Regions from separate parts of the Gossypium arboreum genome. Here region 1 is linked to region 2. Evidence: chromatin contacts called from public Hi-C data. All regions are on one chromosome and are shown on one strand. Each heading gives the region's core, a stretch centred on a gene start, on an enhancer-like site or on the middle of the called end of the contact. The rest is flanking DNA. Distances are from core to core; before and after follow the strand shown.

Evidence for each region. Hi-C and Micro-C count contacts between places; a contact is called where the count stands out from the background.
Region 1: a Hi-C map of leaf shows a contact between it and region 2, with 4 times the contacts expected there. The contact joins the promoter of LOC108480904 here to the promoter of LOC108452946 in region 2. A contact is called at or near these places in 3 of 5 Hi-C or Micro-C datasets (all in leaf).

What each region holds. Positions count from the first base shown.
Region 1 is chr12:86,555,098-86,558,299 of ASM2569848v2, reverse strand. It overlaps LOC108480904 (homeobox-leucine zipper protein HAT3), which reads right to left and starts at 1,415. Exons shown (of 4, transcript XM_017784033.2): 1 at 1,042-1,415; 2 at 141-463. The coding sequence starts at 1,195.
Region 2 is chr12:86,157,340-86,160,793 of ASM2569848v2, reverse strand. It overlaps LOC108452946, which reads left to right and starts at 1,407. Exons shown (of 51, transcript XM_017750763.2): 1 at 1,407-1,726; 2 at 2,360-2,657; 3 at 2,766-2,994; 4 at 3,139-3,454. The coding sequence starts at 1,628.

The DNA of each region.
Region 1 (3,202 bases), core at 166-2,665, 400 kb before region 2:
TTTTCCGGTATTTTTATTTTTACGATAGGTAACTGCTGATAAAAAAGATAAAATTGATTACTTAAATAATTTTTAAATGTTGGATGACCTTTTGTAATCCTTAAAAGACATAAAATAAACTAATTGAATTTGCTACTAACCGGATTCAGAGTACTATGTTCCTTGAAAGTTTCTTCAAGCACCATGGATTGTTCCTTTGAAAGCCTAAGCTTCTTCCTCGAGGCATCGCCGCCACCAGCACTGCCACCGCCATCTTCGTCATCGCTGGCACGAGAGCAAGAATCTCTCTCGGCCTCGGTTTCTTCAGCAACATGATCTCTCTCGTTTTTCTTCCCACTTATGGTGGAAATAGTGCTGTTGGGCGACGACACCCCCACACCTTCTTCCTCGCAATCGACTGTTGCTGCCGGTGCTCGGTTCACATCGATTCCTCGAAGAAATGATCCTGTATCCATGTGTCCATCTGCATGCATATTGCGAAATCACAACACTCACTTCATTAACGTTAAAATTGAGTCATACATTTTTGAAGGAACCAAAAAAATCATACAATTTCACCATATTTTTTTAATATAGGAAACGGCACCAAGACTGCTACCTACTCCCTTAGGAACCTTCATGAAAACCGATACTGTGTGTTGCATATAGAACAAGATACTAGTAACATAAATGCATGAGTTTTTAACATTAGTGGCAGGCTCTATGGCTCCATTTAAATGGAAAAATTATGTTTTAGTCATCTGATAAATAATAGAATTAAAAATTACTATACGGTAAAGTTGCACTGCCTTCCCAAAAATGAAAAGATTTTTATTTAGTCCTTTCAGAAGTGATGAAATCATTAGCTAATACAACATAAAATTACACTTAACCTCATAAAAAATTCTAATTTTTCTTTAATGTATACAACTCACGCACCAAACGCAAGTGACCTTTGCAACTCGAAACAGATCTGAACCTAAAATACAATGTATTCTTCTATATTTAACCAGGTTTTATAATAATAATAATAATAAAAGACAAAGGGGACAAAGAACATACCAGAAGACAGACACAGTCGGTTCCAAGTTTTGTTCTGCTGAAGATTTTGCAAGGGGTTAGAAGCTAAAAACATGAAATTTAATTTAGAAGAAGGCTGATTCTGACCACAACCCAAGCTCAAACTCAACCCCAAACCATCATCTTTATCACCCATTTCTTCTTCTTACAACCAAAGTTCTCAACTATTTTCTGTTTGGACTCCGAGAAAAAAAGAAGAAGAAAGAAAGATAGAAAATAGCCTGAGGTTTAGCAACCAAGAGACTTGCTTTTGGTTCAGCAAAACAGTGAGGAGATGGGACTATATATATACAAACAGAGATTAATAAGAGAGAAAGAGACAGATGGTTATAGAATCAATCATGACTTATGTCAGTGGCCCCCTATTGGCTCAATCATCATTATATATAGCTTTCTTTTCTTTGGCTTGGTTTAGCCTTCAAGTGCATGACTTTTTTAACTCAACCATGGTTTAAAATCCCTCATTTTAACCATGATTGGATTGAAGTTGTAACGTGTAACTGAGAAAGGTGTTTTATTGTTTTGATGTTAAAGTCCTTTTTTAACCGCAGTTAGGTGTCTTGTTTGAGGAGTTTTTCTCTCTCTTGTTATTAATATTATTAAACTCGGCTTAAAAAGCGGCTTTCTCCCTCGTTGACCGTTGACTAATTGGACAGGAAAAAAAAAACTACTGCAAAACCTTCCCCAGTCGCTGGTGCCACGCGCTTTGAAAATCATGATGGTAATCATGTGTACAAACCAAACCAAGCCAAGTATTCTCTTTATCCTTGGTCGATTGTTGTTTTTAGTCTCTTTACTATCATCAAATTTAGAATTTAGTTATTCTACTCTAGTGTCAATTTTTGTACTGAAGACCGAATTCAAGCTCGATTAATCTCTTTCTATATAATAATAGTTCATAATAGTTATTAAAATGAAAAGCTTAATTAGGCTCATGAGCCTCTCAAATCAAATATCACGATGTTCAAATTAGCTTGATTAATAGCTCAAGATGCTCGAGCTTTGGGGCGAAACCAAAATGTTTTTAAAGGGCCAAGATTAATTTTGAGCTAAAATACAATTTCACCATTTTACTGACTTATATTTTTATGGTTTTTAGGACCAAATCAAAATTATTGTATTTTAAGGGTAAACTATAATTTTACCATATATTAACTTAAGATTTTATAAACTTTGTGAAGACTAAGGAAACAATTTTCCATATTAGGGGCTAGGGCCCTTGCTTTCCCTCTCTTCGCTAATTATCAAACTAAATTTGATTTTTTTACTAATCAAACTTGAATACCTTATGACTTACGAGGAATAGTGTCTTATTATATCCTTAGCTAAAAAAGTTTCTTTTTAATAAAAATCACATTAATATTTTATTAGAACAAATAGTATTATAAAAATAGTGCTCAAAATATGTCAAAATAAAATATAAATACTACATCTTAAATTCTATGATGATAGAGGAGCAAAGCCACAAATTAACTTTTCTATCTTTCCCCTTTGTAGGACCATAAGCCTCCCATTGTTGGGCCCATGCATGGCCTTTAACCAACAAGCCAACATCAAATCACGAGGCAAATGAGTGCTTGTAGGTCCCACATGTTGTATGAAAGGCGAGTGAAAGGAGGCGCGTGGGGAATGACTTCGGCACTGGGCACAATGGGATTTTTATTGTAATGTGAAGGAGATTTTGTTTGTGTTTGAAGGATTAGGCTACAAGCATTTACGTTTTTTTAAGGACCAAAAAAGAAAAAGAAAAAACTGCATGGGAGTTACCCTGCAAAGCCAGCCATGCAGATACAATTCAGCCTAAAATAAATAATCATTAATATCCCATTAATTAATGCAATTAAATTCCACTTATTATAATGTTTTCATTTTTTGGACTTTATTGCTAAAAAAAAAAAACTCAACCTTCAAAATTAAGCTTAATTACTTCAAAATAAACGTTACATTGTAGCTCAATTCAACCTTTGTTGATATAAACTTGATTTTATTATCACTATTATTACATTAATAAAAATGCGAGTTTAACTCTCAATTTTTTTTGATAAAAACGATCCGAGAGTCAATCTCATTTTATTGCTTCACGAATAATAATATTGTAGATTTCTATTGAATAATTCATATTAAAAATGTCGAGTTTAACTCT
Region 2 (3,454 bases), core at 158-2,657:
TAAATGAAATCTAAAAAATACCAAAAAAATTGTAAAGAATTTTAAAAAATAATTTCAAATGATGATGTGTCACAATTTCATAGTACAATGTCATCATATTTTAATAGAATTCAAATTTGTGGATCAAATTGAAAAAAAAAACTGCAAAATTCTAAGACTAATATGGGTGAAAAATAGTTTAAGGACCAATGAATAAAAAATGTTTAGTTTAGCGGCTAAATGTTACTTTATTGCTTCATCTAACATTTTTAAAAGCTTCATTGCTTCATAGAAAGTAATATTTAGTCCTTAAATTTAGTAATTTTTTTATAATGGTCTACAAAATGTTTTTTGGTTAGCATTAGTGTTAGAATTTGATAGTTTTTTTCAATTTAATCTTTAAACTTGAATTTTGACAATGTACGATAATGTGGTACTCAGATATTGTGCACATAATCACCTTATTTTTTAAAAATCATTTGCTTTTTTATAATTACTTTGTAATTTTTAGATTTTGTATATAATTTTAAAAATAAAGTATACAATGAAGTAGCGTAATAACAAAGTATCATGTAGCAGTTTAATTCGCTTAGTATATTTGAGGCCATCGCTTTACTTGTGAGTTGCTTTGATTGGGACTTAGGATCCCCTTAAGGTTAGTTGGGCAATGTTTTTGAAAAGTGTTATGAAAATGTACTTTTGAGAAGTGTTTTGAAAAGTTTGATTTTAAAATTGAGTGTTTAGCATTGCTATCAAAAATATTTTTGAGAAATAAAATGTCCATTTTAGACATATTATTATCAAATAACAAATATGTATTTAAATAATATTTAAATTAGTTAATATTATTATATTTTAGTAAAAATATAAAAAATATTATAACTTGTTAATATTTTAATATATGAAATATAAATTTTAAAATTTTAAGCAATAAATATTAATTATTTATAAAATTTATTTAGAATATATAAACTATATTTTAAATATTTAAATATAACCATTAAATATTTGTAATTAGTATTTTAAAAATATTTTTATTTTTAATTAATGATTTTAACACATTTGTAATTAAGCACAAAAAAAGAGGAAAAGTATTATGTTATTTGAGGGTAAAAATTAATTAAACACTAAAAATACTTTTAGAAGAGAAAAACTAAAAATTTTAACAAAAAACAACTTATTTAGCACAACTCATTTTTTAAAAATACTTTTGAAATAAGATGTACTTTTTTTAAGCACTGCAGGATAGGCCTTAATCCTCACAATTAGACTTATGCTGGTGCATACTCACATTGAACATCGGGATAGGACCAAAGTGAAAAAGGTTACTACGTTCAAGGAGAATATGTCCAAAAAAAAAGTACATAGATCCAATCGAGAAATGTTAACAAAGTTCAGGGACTAAATTTGTTAGTTTCTTAAAGTTTCTTGTAGAATCGTGACCCGCATGTCACTTTGCACAAAATCATTTGTACTCTTCGTACACACACACACTCTCTCAGACGTTCAGCGCTCACCTTTTTTTTTTCTCGACGGTTCTCTCAATATCCCCAATCTTCAAAGCCTATCATTTCCCTAATCCATTCCCCTTTTATCTTCTCACTAGCTTTTACCATCGAAAAACACTCGCGATCTATCTTCACTCACCATGCTCGAGCTTTCCTCCACACTCTCAAGCCACGTTCGGTTCTTGCTGCAGTCCTTGACCGAAGCCAACGCTGATTCTGTTTTTCGAGAACTCTGCCAGGTTTTTTATTTTTGGTCTTTCGCTATCTAATTTTCCTTACGAATGCCAATTCGATGGTTTTTTAGGTTACATTTGTATTGATTCGTATGGTCACTTAAAGAAAACCCTGGAATTATGCAAAACTTGACGTTAGATTTAATGTATTTATTTAATAGAATTAGATTGAGTTACTTAAAGAAAACCCTAGAATTCGCTTGATCACGTTGTAACTCTTTTTTTTACTCAATTAGTTAGCTTGGTGCTGTTTGAGCCATAAGAATCCATATATATATGTATTACTGAAATGTAGTGGATGTTAGGATTTCTGTTGATTTTCTTGAAGAAAAATCCCTAGACTGTTGCCAATATAATTTGTAGCTAATAATTTTGTAAATTGATTCGGAGTTTCACAAGTAAATTTAGATTTAAAAGTTTATGAGCTAGAAGATGTACTCTTAGGCTAGCAAGTCATGTTAGCTAGTTTCTAGTTGCGCAGCTTATCTAGAAATGAAGTGTGAATTTACGAAGAGCTATATGTTCTTGTGGTGGGGTGTGAAAAGTGATATCTAGCTGGTTGAAATGGGGGCTTTTATGTGATTCTTTTCTATTTAATGCAATATTCTGGATAACATTTGGCCTGTTGATTCTTGATAGTTCATTGAATATGGAATCGAAGGAAACACTCTGGTGCTGCAAACCTGTTTGGATTGCTTGAGTTCTCACAAAACAGATTCAAAGAATTTGCAATCTGAACAAGTTGTAGCCTCAATTTTTAGACATGCTATGGACAAGCCAAACTTTTGTACTGTCTTCTGTCAGTCCCTAAGAAGTATGGATATCAGCGAGAATTTCCTGGAGAATTTCTCAAAAACACTGCAGTTATCTCTGTCTGAAAAAATTGCTGTTGGTCTTGCTTTATCTGATTCTGAAAATCCAGAGACAAGAATGTGTGGTAAGTTGCGTTGTTTTCTTAAATGGATGTACTCTTGATTTATTTTTGTTTTCTTTTTTTGACATGGTTGATCAGAATGATGAAATTGAAGCTTTTGCACCTTTCTAGGTAAGAATTTTTGTATGGCTCAGATTGAGGAATTGCAGTCTAATCCTGCCTGTCCTGATTCTTCCATGCAAATTCAGAATATGGTTATGTTCCTCCAGTGCTCCAGTGCTTTTTCCAGGCACGTAGATTCCTTTATGCAGATGTTATCTCTAGTTCAAGCCAAAGATGTTGCACAGTTTGTTTTAACTCCAATACTTTCAGATGAATTGCGCGAGGCTAATTTCTTAAGGTGCTAATTTCTTCAGGCTCCTTTTCTCATTTGAACAAGCAGTTAATCTTGAGAGCTTTTTTATTGTGTTGTTCTGTTTATTTTTTTTTAAAATTTCATCATGTTGTGATAACTCATTTTTTATTCCCTTTCTTCTCTCTGCAGGAATATAGATTTCTTCGATGAATCTGAGGAGAATGATTTTGATGCTCTTTTAGCAGAAATGGAGAAGGAAATGAGCATGGGGGATATCATTAAGGAACTAGGTTATGGATGCACCACTGATGCTGCACATTGCAAAGAGATTTTATCTCTTTATTTACCTCTGACTGAGGTGACTATATCTAGGATACTTGGTGCAATTACCCGCACCTATGTTGGTCTTGAGGACAACCAAATTGCATTTTCAACATTTAGCCTGGCCCTTGGTTGCGGGAATTCATTGGATTTGCCTCCATTGAGCTCATGGAATGTTGATGTT